2 separate regions of the Oryzias latipes genome follow, and region 1 is linked to region 2. A link is a contact called in public Hi-C data. All regions are on one chromosome and are shown on one strand. The core of a region is the stretch at or near the end of the contact, and the rest is flanking DNA. Distances in the headings are between cores, read along the strand shown.

Region 1 (5,864 bases), core at 2,321-4,820, 37 kb before region 2:
GGGAGGTGGCGGGAAAATCCACCTCCCTTCTTCCCCTGAACCCCTCAGCATCAACGTTTCCGGGGGATGGGTTGTACAGAGAGACCCCTTCACCGCCCCGTTGTAGTGCGCTGTATTTGTACTAACTCCTCCTCCTGTTGCCCCTGTTGTGTATAGTGTAGAAACCCCTCCCACCCCAAAAAAACCCCCAGGAAAGTGTATTTTTTGCATGTGAAAGTGGCACTCTGTTCCAGTTCTTGTTCACCGCCGACAAAGCGGCTCTGCACAATTTGTAAGGACTACAAAAAAGAAAAAAAAAAGGGTGACAGGGGGAAATAATAGATGTCGGTGACAAAGTCCCATTCAAAAACAATATTAACAGACTAGTTTGTGTATGTTATGGTGTGTTTTATGCTAAAAGACAGATTCTTGAGCGATGCAGTATATATATATATATATATAAATATAAAAACATACTGAAGGAGCTGTTGGAGTTAAAAAAGAAGGAATATATTTTCTAATGTCTTCTTTTTCCATAAAGTGCTCAGTTTGAACTTTTAGGTCTGACGATTCTGTTCTAAAGAGTTTTAAAAAAAAAAAAAATTTAAAAAAAGGGGGGAAAGATCTGCTGTCAAAAAACTGGAAAACTGCATCTTTAAATGTGAAAGAATAAAAGAGCAAACTGAAAGAAATCTCTCTTCAGTCACGTTTTTCTCCTTGGCTTTCCAGTTCATGTTGTTTCTCCTGAAGAATAAAAGAAAGAAAATGTGAGAATGAGACACCTTTTCTTCTATTTTAAAGTGTCCCCCTGTGGTCTTTCAGTTAGGATTATTCTGGGATGTCGTTTCTGCAGAAATTCACCTCTGAGCTGTGGGTGGGACCGCCCCCCTTCCCCTCCCTGTTGCTTAGGGCTAGGACCGTGGAGCTGGTGGCCCCCGCCCGGCGTAATTTTTACATCACAAACACAATCTTTTCCAAACTGCATTTTTTCATCTGCTCCTGATTCGCAGTGATTTGTATGAAGAAATACTCAGACATGCAGTTTGAAACTTTCATTTTGTTAGAAAATAACTGATGCATAACGACTCATTTACTACAACATTTCTAATAATCTACGTGTTTTTGTTCCTTTTTGATTATTTGAGCAAATAATAAGCTCCAGTTTTGTACTGAATTTGATTTGAAACTCGTGCACTTATTTTGAAATTCCTCCTGTTAATTGCAGTTCTCTCTTATCAACCCTCGACTCGTTCTGTGCGGAGTTTGCGTGCTCTCCTCGGGCGCCGTCCCAAAAACATGCTTCATAGGGTAATTGCAGAGTCTAAATTGCCCCTGGGTGTGTGTGTGTGGGGGGTTGTGTGGCCTGTGCAGGTCATTTGTGAAGGAGGCCGTACTCGCCACAGCTCGTCCGCACAGAGCTCCAGCCTCCTCATCAGCCCATCTCCGACGGTCACATCCAACACCATGGACCATTTCCCTCCTTCGAACGTGACCGGAACAGAGAAGATGATGTCATCTCTGAGGTTGAAAAGGCCTGTAAGCGGACACGCAGTCACGTCTCAGCCCACCAAACCTCCAGGCTTTTGGGCTTTCTCTCCTGACCTGAGCAGTGCACCCCAGCAGACATGATCTCGTCTGGACCTCCCCCTGCGTGCCAAGCCTTCAGGACTCGGAGGATCCCGCTGGCGGCGGAGGCGGAGGCCGCTTGACCAGTCCTCGAAGTCACGGCGTCACGCCGCCGACGCACCAGATCCTGCAAGTTTGTTTCCAACCATTTCCTGCGACAGAGGTGACCCCTTTGTTTGTTTGTTTGTTTCTGATGAACAAGAAGCTGAATGGTGGAGGCAAACCTGTCAGGTAAAATCCTGGAGATGGGTTGGGGAAAAAAGGCCGGCCCCTTGATTGGTCCCTGAAAGTTAAAGACTTTTGCTCTCTGCAGGTCGATATAGGAAAGGCCACTGATGTTCCCCCACACGATGACCTCTGTGACCTCTACGAGATTAAGGAGTCGATCAACACTTTCTCAAAAGAACCTAATGCGGAAATGAACCAGCCAAAAATAAATAAATAAATACCCGTCGGCCTCACTCCCAGTTTCTCTGCCACCACAGCTCGGGCTTCGTTTTCCAGCTGCGTTGCCACGGCAACAAACTGGTGGCTGTCGATGGAGTGTGCACCCTCCACGAGCAGCGAGCATCTCAAGTTGACGTGGGAGTCGCCGGACACGATCACCTTCACCTGCTTGTTGGCCTTAGCGTCAATGAGTCGACTAAACTCTCTGTAGCGATTACAAACACTCTTCACTTCCTGCTTCTCTTCTTCTTCCTCCTCTCCTTCTCCTCTCCTCCCTCCATTTGTGTCATCCAAGAGAACGATGACGTCTGCTTCTCTGAAAGCTTGCTGCGGATCCGTGTGAACCGTCACCTGGAAAAGGCCTCAGGTTTTATTTCTTTGGAATAAAATAAAGAGATGAAAACTCCAGCGGTGGCATACCCGACGGAGCATGCTCAGAGCCAGGCTCTGGGTCTCCTCTCTCAGCCTCTGCAGTTCTTCCTCGTTTTCATCCAGATCCAGGAGGTGGAGGCTGACAGCAGGAGCTTTGGGGAAAATCTCAGCAGAGAGCAAATTAGGAATCAAGATCCGGGACGTGTGGCTGGCCGCCCTGCAAGGACATCAAATCAGTCAGTTGAAACGTTTAAAACCAGTTCATTTTGGGCTTTGAAACCCACCCGGTTATCCACACGTGAATGGGTTTAACGAGATTGAGATGATCTTGTTCCTCTTGGAGAAGTTTGATCTGTGTCTCCAGGTTCTCTGCTGCAACACTGAGCATCATGTCTGGGTTTACGTCTGATGACACGCCGTAGTAATCCTAAATATGGCAGTTGGTTTCAGTCCAAAAGACAAATTTAGATTAAAAAAGAAACAAAAAATAACAGTCATTACCTGACAGTGGTTCAGGAAGTCACTCAAGCCCCCCAGAAGCAAACCTTTCCCCCCCTGTTCCACCAGCTCTCTCCAAACCAGAGGAGACTCCTCATGTTTCCATCCATTTTTGCTGCAGGTGCCATCCAGCCATCCCTGTTAGGAGCAAGAAAACACAAACATATCCATTAATGTATTTAAAGCAAATTCACAAAAAAATCAGGTTTATTTGAAGTCATCATTGTATTTCCCTACCTCCCATTCATCAGGCAGAACGCAGATTTTGTGGGCCCTGAAGTTCGGCAGAGATCGTTGCAGTGTGTCTGCCAAACGTTCCGCCTCAGCATAAAAGGGGCAATCTGCTTTACCTAGAAGAGTGAAAACTATTAACCTGTTTAAGAATTAGAGAAAGAAAAATCTTTCCTTAGTTTTCTTTTATTATTATTTACCAGCCACCACAAATTTTGCCATCGATGTGGAAGCGTCGGTTGCTAGGAAACATGAGATGTTACGTTTTATTGTGTCCGCGCGCTCAAAAAAATATTTTCTTTTTTCTTTTATATAGTATTGTGGATCAAAATCATTGATAAAAATGTCATATTTGATTTTCAAAAGGTTTACTATAGTGTGGTATTTTGTTTTATTTGGTGAGTCAGGAAGTCTTGTGCGTCAGGGGACATTTTACGACGACGGACCAAACAGAAACGCGCACGAGCAAGCTAACTTCGGCTTTTATTTTCAAATATTTACCCCTATTTCTGCGTTATTTGATGTGGTAAATAACTTTAACTTTAATTTAACAATTTGTGGGTTTAAATTTTTTAAAGAAGCTAAAACAAACGAGTCATTTTGCCTCACAAATAGTTATTTGACCTTCTTGTTTGTTAGTGCTCAAATGTTGGAACTTCTTCATACAAAATTTTTGTAACTGAAACATTTTGCTGGTACATTTGTTTAATCGGAGCCGCAAACATAAGCATGGAGAGTTTAAAATAACTTTGGTTAAATGTTGCTGAGTCATGTTTCAAGTGTGGTAGTCCTACAGAGCAGCATGTCTGCCCTCGTGACAGGGGAGCTCATGAGGTTGACCCTGCGCGCCTGTCGCCCCTCGTTTCTATGGCAACAGAGGCGTTTCCTGGCATCTGCGCCCTGTAAAGTCGCATCATCTTATGAACAGCGCACCAAAAGCTCTTGGGGTTCTGCGCCTCTTTCCTGGCACGCGGGTAGAACTGTTAGGTTCCGTTGTCATGACGGCGGCAGGCGCAGCAGGGAGCTGGAGGGAACCGAACACTCCGCATCCCCGCCCGACTCCGACGGGACGGCCTCAGATGAGAGGCACAGGGGGGCTGGATTCCAGGAGCTCCTGCAGTCCTGCAGCTCCCCTTCAGACGTGCTGGACCTCACCTGTAAACACCCCCCCACGGTCCGGCAGGTCAGCCACTGCCTGGCCCACATGTGGTCGTCCACCAAAAAGATGTCGGAGGAGCAGCGGCGGTACGAGCTCCGGCTGACGTTCCAGCACCCGGAGTTTGACAAGCTTCTCCACCGAGCGATGGGATCTGCGGCGGGCATGCACCACGCCAACTTGGCCTACACTCTCCTGAGCGCGGTCAGTCTGGGCGTTCCTGAGCGCAGTCGTGTGGTCCAGACTCTGCTGCGTACCTGCCAGGTGAGCCGTCGACAAACCCAGAGTGCAGTTCTGCTGTTTTAGCGTCTGACTTGAGGTGTTTTTACCACCAACAGGAAAAGCTGAACGACTTTGATGAGAAGAGTTTGTCCATTTTGGCCTCCTGTTTGGAGCAGATGGACAGCAGTCCCAACGTCGACGCGCTGAAAGAGGGCATGAGGTACGGAACGCAGCAACACAGGAGTCTCCGTTTAACTCTCAGAGCTCACAGAGTTTTGCCGCCGCGTCGCAGGTTGGTGGTTGAAGTCCAGCTTCCCCGGATCAAGGGGGTTGTTGCTCTGCAGACCATGATGCGCCTGCTGGGAAAAGATGCCCCACAAGAGCTCAAATCAAAGCTGGAGGTGAGCTTACGTTTTCCAACGGACTCATCGTCCTGACTTGTAAACCGTTTTCCAAACGTTTTTCAGCTGAAAGCCTTGTCGATGGCGCACAAGTTCACCCTTCCTAACGCCCAATACATGATCTTTACCATGGCGACCATGGGTTTCTATTCCAAACCCCTCCTGCAGGTCTGCAGCAAGAAAATCCTGGGTACAAACAGAGGGAGAAGTTCCTTTATTTGTCCTCATGATTCTCTTTTAACTTGTTTTATCGTCTGCCTTCGGTAGACGACCTTCACGGCATCCCATTCAACCCGCTATACCGAGTCCTCCTGTCCTGTAGGGAGCTGTCCTACAGAGACACCGTCCTCTTCACGGGGATTTCTGACTACATCGCCTCCAATTTGGACCTTTGGAGCAACAAACAGGTGACCAAAAAAAAAAAAACCCTCCTGCCTCTGCCTTTCTTCCAATCATCTGTATATTTGTTCAATAATCTGTTTTTTTTTTGTGCTTAGTTGCTCCTCTTCCTGTCTGCGTTTGAGAACGCCACCTTCGCCCCCGCTGCCCTCATGGAGGCCTACGCGGAGAAGGTGATCGCCGACCCGGACGCCCTGACTCTCCGAGATCTGCTGTGTGTGGTCAAGGTGTACTCCTACCTGAACTTTGACCTGCAGCATCGCAGAAACCCGTACGTCTGTGACCGGTCGTGCCTGGATGCTTTGATTGTGTAAAAATGTAGCATAAAAGCCTAAAGTTTTCTAAAGATGTATGTTTTTCTAAAGAAAACAATCCCAAACCAAACACAGGTTTCCATCCTGACGGGAGAACTTACAGAGAAATCTCTCCGCTGCAGGTTTCTGGAGAGCGTCAGCCGTGCGTTGGACTCGTATCTGCCCCGGATGTCGGGGCTGGAGTTGTTAAAGTCTGCGTACTGTCTGTGCCTGATGGGT
Region 2 (6,451 bases), core at 818-3,317:
ATGTTAGCGGAAATGAACAGAAGATCCTCATCTGTATCACAAATATGAGCCTGGAAGTCATTACATGTTGGTACATTTGAGATCTGTTTCGTATCAGAAGGCAGTTAAATGAAACGGGCTTTGTTCTTTTACAAAAGCCTCACGTGACACATTACAGAATGCTCTCCGATGGGTTCTGGTGATGCAGAATGTCATCATGATATCGTGAAGCCTACCATTTCGGTGTGGTTTTATGGGTTGATGGTGCAGGCTAGGACAGCACCTAGACATCAGTGGGAGTTGGTCATTGTGATGTCGGACGAGCAGGTACATAGACGGAACCAAACCAAGAAAAGAAGTTTGATTTAAAGGACTTTGAGACACTAGGCTATGGTTCATACAGACCCACCAGAGTCAGAATATGGTGCACCCAAATCTGAAATTCACCCTTCAGTATTGAAATCATACTGGCGGTGGTAGTATAGTTGTATGGGAGTATTTTTTTTTTTTTTTTTTTTGCATGTTTCAGCCTTGTTTTCAATGAACTGTACGGTCCGGTATTTTGAACGTTTTTTCATTTATTACATGGACCCATTAAGCCAGACCGAACCGTCGTGGTGTTTTTGGGCCCCCGTTGGTTGTAGGTCCATCATAAATGGAACAGACCAGTTGGGACGGAGCTACTGTTGAAACCTGTTGATTGACTGAAGGTCATTATGACAAAAGAAAACGGCAGATTCCTCTTCAAAGCTTGCAATCTTCTGTCAAGCAACAATAAATGACTTTTACCTACAAAGTACCAACAGCCAAGCGGAAAAAATGGGGCAAGAAAAGATTTAAGAAAACAGGAAGTCACATGAATATTTAGCTGTTGGGCTGAAGCATTAATGATATTATAATGGTGGAAACAGAAGATGTGTCTTGATTAATTCGATCCCAAGGGTCAAACTTTCTGTCTCCCGACAAAAACTATGAAGAAACTGTTGAGCAGTTTTGTTCAAAGTGTTTCCCGATTCTCTCTAATATTTACTTCATAATTTGCTAGATCAAGGCTAATTAAAACTTTTTATTTTACCAATTGTGAACCATTTTAGATGATTGTGGATTAACCAGACCTTCCACTACTGGATTCTGACCACTGTCCTGGAAGGGAATTGATGTGAGGCTACATTTGTTTTTCATATTTGCATGTCTCAGCACTCAACCTCCCTTTTAAAGAGACTCTCAGAAGTCAGGAAAAGCTTCCAGTTTCTCTGAAAAACAGTCAAACACAGCTTTGAATTTTTCCACCCCAGTTTGAGCACAAATGGGCCACTTGATAAGTGTTCACTGCATCTGCAGCTAAAGTCTCTTGGGACCATTTGTGTCCCACAAAATTTCCTAATCCCTATTTTCTGTCCAGCGACAGACAAAGTTTACCCCTCTTTAACTACAACCTTAAGAAGCAGATGTTCTTGTCTTTTCTTCTCTGTTTTGGATAATGTTGGCAGAAAAATAAACGTGGGGTGAATATTTTTAGATGAATAGTTACAGACATTTCCATAAATACACTTCAACGATTCATACAAACGATTCACTAGCTTGGAGGGAAGGACACTGGGGTTTTTACAGACATGAGTGTGCTTTGGCTGTGTATTTTATCCTGTGGTTGTTTAAAACGGAGTGGGGGCGTCCACAGTGATGGTTATAAAGCAATGGAGCACTGGTTGTTTCCATTGAAGTGTGAAAGCCTATATTTGTAACCCAGATGTTTTAGAGCTTTTCAACAACTGAATTTTGAATGCTGGTATGCTAAAGACACAAGGATCTTTCTGATTGATGGATTGGACTCCCCAGATCTGTTTGGGATGGCTGGAATCTTGAGGACCTTTTTTTTTTTTTTAAGAGGACCAAAAGACAACCGGTTGGTATTCCTTCCACGTCTCTACAGATATTCAAGCAACAACACTTTGAGGTGCTTGAAACAATGGCACCAAGTATGTGAGCTGCTTGCAGAACCATTAAACCGGCATGTCTGTCTCACCCACAGCTGAATGTGAATCAACCCAACAACAGCACTCTGTCCCCATCATGAAAATGAATTAGGGAGGAGCCAGCCAAGTAGACTTAATCTGTCCTTTGAGATAATTTCATGCTCCCCTTCTCTTTGTGTTAAATGCAAATTGCTCACGAGGCTTTGTCTGCTTATCTTTTTATTCGTGCGTTCGTCTCAAACGGAGCAGTGGGGTCGATGCCTCTGAGTGGACTCTTTCGGTGCTTCGATGGCTTTGCCCTCAGCTGCTCGCCGTGCTTACAGTTTTGACCATATAACGTGACAAAAACTCTCAGGCAGAGTCTTGATGCAAATACGGGAAATCAGTTTCCCAATGCAGCGATCCCTAACCTTTTTAACGCCACGGACCAGCATGATGTCAGACGATGTTTTCACGAACTGCTCTTTAAAGTGTGGCGGATGATTATTGTAGCAGTGCTACGATGAAGGAGGAACAGTGACGTGACCAGACCAACTCTGAGCTTTTATTTTGACACGCATGACTTTGTACATCGCACAGGTGTCATCATCCTCTCCCCCTCCCACACCCATGGTGCAAAATAGAACTGTCTATTAAATGTTGCTTTCTGTTTTTTGGAAGTCGAAGGCTCTTCTTCTGTCTCCTGGCAAGAAACTTTCCCAAAACGTTTGTTTTTTATTCATTTTGCTAGCTCCCGGGTTTTATTTTAGCGGTATCCTATCACGTGACCGAGAAAAGCGTCTTGGCCTGCGCCAAGAGTGACATAGACGGATGTAACAGAGAATCAGGTAATTTTTCAAAATAAAACATCTTTCAGATTCTGAAATAAATAAAACGGAAGTAATGTAAGTTATTTATTCTTTCCGTGCGGTCCGGTACTAAATGACCCACGGCCCGGTTCCGGTCCGCAAGCCGGGGTTGGAAACCGTTGTCCTGATGCAGAAAAAAAAAAAACCAGGGTTGTTTAACGTAACCTATTGTGGCTGTAAAATTAGTTTGAATTTCTACATTTCCAAATTTAGAGGGTGATTTACATTCCAGCTTTTTGAATCCATGTCGTTTTTGTCTACAGTAGGTTGTTTTTTTTCCAGCCCACTTGGAACATGTCTGCAAAATAACTGGTTCATGAATGCAAACACAAAATCTTGCAGTACAAAATTGAAAATTGTGCACAAATGAATCATTTCTACAAAAATCTTGGGCCCAAGAACAAAATAAATTCTAGTATAGGAAAAATAAATCTAGTAGTAATGAGTTACTGATGCAATCGGACAAGCGGACTTTTAATTGTTACAATCAGGTCTCGTTTTAGGCAACACTGCCCCCAAATGACCAGCTGTTGTTACTGCGGGAAGATTTCAGCATAAAAGCGAACCCGACTTTTTGGAATTTGCCCTATTTTATTCAACCAAGTCTACCCAACAATTTTAGTGGAAAACACCTTCTGCGCGTCTGTGGTGCAGTGGTAGAGCGGTCAACCTCTGATCGGACGATTGGAGGTTCTGTGTCAAGACCCCGCATTGCCCCTGGTGGTTGTAGGTGGGTGCCAGTGTGAATGTGTGGGTGTTACCGCCTTAAAGCCAGGTAGAAAATTGCTATTTAACTATTCACCAGTTAACCACTTAACACAGAATTCAGAAGTACAAAAGGCCAAATATAAAGCGTGCAAACTATTATAAACCCACATTTAAAGTACCTGTTAAGAAAAACGATCTCCACACTGCACCACATGCATTTTATTTTGAAATTTGCTGGCATTACAACAATATAATGCAACTTACATAAAAAGAGGAGAAGTTATTGTTGTTTAGATATTATTTTACTCTGTCAGCACCCGTTTAATGCCAAAGTAAAGCTTGTTTGATAAAGTTAGGTGCAGTTCACCAAAGTAACCACTAGGGCTTTTTGCAACCTTGCGACTTAAACAAAAACATTCTAGGAGCTTCCTTTGTCTGAGCGGATATATTAAATATTTATAATCATTTGCCTGATTTATTGATTTCTTTTTTTCTTCTGGTTGAGTGCGAGGGCGTAGCTTTATGATTGACAGGGTCTCTAACGTTCCAATAACATTCAGATCGGTTCGTCCCAAATAAACAAACAAAACAAAATCATTTTCTCAGCTCAACTTGACATGAATCTTTTATTCTTTTTTTTTAAATCTTAGTGGCTAAAGACGCCTCTTGAACCTCCTCAGGAACCTTTCTTTTCAAGCACAAAACCACTTCAAAAACACGTCATCCATGTGAGAAGATTCCTCCTGTACTTCAACCTCCATTCTAGTTCATGCAGACGGTCACGACTCTCATTTCCGGAAATGTCGAGGCTCAGTCACGTCGAATGTGTCTCCGTGGGATCGTCCCGGTGCCTCAAAGAGGATGGACGTCCCAGATCGCCCCCTGCATCCTCATGTCCTCTTTCCCACAGACCTCTGGCTGCTCCATCAGAGATGGTGGGGCCCCTCTGCTGCTCTGTGTTGGACAGTATCATGCTTCCTGTGTTGGGCCTCTCTGAGAGGCTTGGACAACGCAACTTTCACACCGAAGTAAACAATCTGAACAGAAAACAAGCAGCTCTTCAGACTCCGTTTGCCTCCTCTTTTTAAACTGTGTTCACTCCACAATTCTCTATTTTTAAAACTAAATGTCCTGCAAAGAACAAAAAAAAAACAACCTTTTATTCTTGCAGCTCTCACCCCAGAGCCACCCAGCGGTCTCAGGGGACATTCAAATGCCGGGCAGATGAGATATGAGGACCCTTTAGTGTGATGAAGGGAAAAGAGCAAAGGCTGCCATTCGTTTTGGGATAATGCTTTTGGATGCACGCACACAGGGAGCTTCTTGTCATCCGTGTCACTCACTCAGGTCATCCTCTGGAAGCTTGAAAGCAGGGCCCCAGGTGTTAATTCACTTAAACCTGCAGAAAATGTCCTGCTGAGGCTGTAACTCCATTAGAGTGACAGCAGCAGAGCGTTTTTGGAGAAGCATCTGGTTCTGTTTTTGTTGTTGTTGATTTCGCTTCTGTTTCATTTTATCAATTTATTTAACGTTTACCCGGCATATAATATAGATATTGACGATATTGATTGCTGTGGAGGATTGTTCGGTTCTTACAGTTTCCTCTTTCGTCACACATTGGTTTTAAATCACTGCCGGTCCTTTTTATTTTTATTTTTTTAAGCTAATGTCGTGGGACTCAAATATTTTTCAGATCTGCATGTGGGTTGAAGCTGTTTTCAAATGCTGAAAAACTCTGATCTTTTCCAGATGTGTCCCTAAAATTCCAGATGTTCATTTTTAAAGATTAAATTTAAAAAAAATAGATGCTTTTCCTTTGTAAACGCCCCCTAATGGTTATATGGCGAACTACAACTGTCCCACTTCAACTGATTTTGTGGGTTAAAAACCACAGATCCTCCACTCCTCACAGAGGGGGATGAGTTCATGCAGATCTCATAATCGCTGCTCTGAATAAGCTCCTACACCAGGGATACTTCTCATGCTCAGAAAACCTCAAATTCATGTCTCCGACCCGCGTCCAGCCACATGTAAGAGCGTGCATCTGCAGAAACGATAACAGCTGTGAGAAATCCTCTAACTTTTGAGCTTTTGTGGAAGATGGAGTGAAGGCGAGGGACCTCATTTTTCTTTTAGCTCCAGGAACTCCTCCTCCTCCTGTTGCACTCCTCCTGTTTTTTAAGATGGAAGGGATAAACCAAAGGACAGCTGCTGGGTCAGAAGGAGGAATTTTGCACATTCAGGCCATTTCCTGTTCTGGCTCCCAAACTCATTGGGGAGAAAGCTCGTTTTGATTTGAGGTTACGTTCCTTCTGGGACTCCACCTCCCTCAGAAGTCCCCCGTGTGTTGGATGAGTGCGCCAGAGCAGAGCAGGAAGGCATCCATCAGCGGCGTGTTATTAAACCATCAGCTGCTTTCAGCTGCTCTATCTCGCACCTTTTCGCTTCTCCCCGTCTAGATTTGCAAACATTCACTATCGTCCCCTGTCAGCTCATTAGCATTATTGTGAGTTTAGTCAGTCATTTAGGTTTGCTAAAGCAATTTACTCACCCCTATTTTTCCCCACTGATTTTACAAGGAAGGTGACAGGAAACAGCAAAACCACACTGCTGGCAGTGATGCATGATGGGATGTTTTGTTTTCTCCTAGGAGTTCATCAGTGTCCTTGTTTGATTAGACTTTCAATGTTTTGTTCAAACTTTGATATTTTCAAAATAAAATGGTTAAAGACACATAATAGATATAAAAAGGTTAAGGCGGGTAGAAGAAGGTTTATGCATCCATATAATCATTATACACTCGAACACAAGTGTTAAAGAAAATAGCATTTTATTTCCAATTTTTACATTTTCCAGAAATTTTCAGTTTATTTAATGTGTAGTATTTTTTAACTAAATTTACTTTCCTTCAAATTATTCCACAAGCTCCTCTGGAATAAATCC

What was found. A called contact is a pair of places that touch in the nucleus more often than the background predicts.
Region 1: a Hi-C map of embryo shows a contact between it and region 2, with 2.1 times the contacts expected there. The contact joins the promoter of fastkd2 here to the enhancer-like site in region 2. A contact is called at or near these places in 2 of 5 Hi-C or Micro-C datasets (embryo and fibroblasts).

Annotation. Positions count from the first base shown.
Region 1 is chr2:22,093,220-22,099,083 of ASM223467v1, reverse strand. It overlaps fastkd2 (FAST kinase domain-containing protein 2, mitochondrial), which reads left to right and starts at 3,570. Exons shown (of 11, transcript XM_004066717.4): 1 at 3,570-4,573; 2 at 4,648-4,751; 3 at 4,824-4,932; 4 at 4,999-5,122; 5 at 5,200-5,339; 6 at 5,430-5,602; 7 at 5,768-5,864. The coding sequence starts at 3,911. mdh1b (putative malate dehydrogenase 1B) reads right to left here and starts at 3,417. Exons shown (of 10, transcript XM_020709085.2): 1 at 3,354-3,417; 2 at 3,160-3,272; 3 at 2,926-3,060; 4 at 2,709-2,851; 5 at 2,473-2,641; 6 at 2,055-2,403; 7 at 1,830-1,971; 8 at 1,582-1,757; 9 at 1,378-1,513; 10 at 400-723. The coding sequence starts at 3,375. The coding sequence ends at 567.
Region 2 is chr2:22,053,982-22,060,432 of ASM223467v1, reverse strand. All of the region lies in intron 2 of LOC101163063 (ras-associated and pleckstrin homology domains-containing protein 1), which reads left to right. Among protein-coding and RNA genes, the nearest start is that of LOC101175546, 24 kb to the right of the region's middle. Within about 2 kb of position 2,067, at least 1 of the 8 cell types and tissues checked has an H3K27ac peak or open chromatin away from gene starts, as enhancers often do. A contact at or near this core is called in embryo, where this site is marked.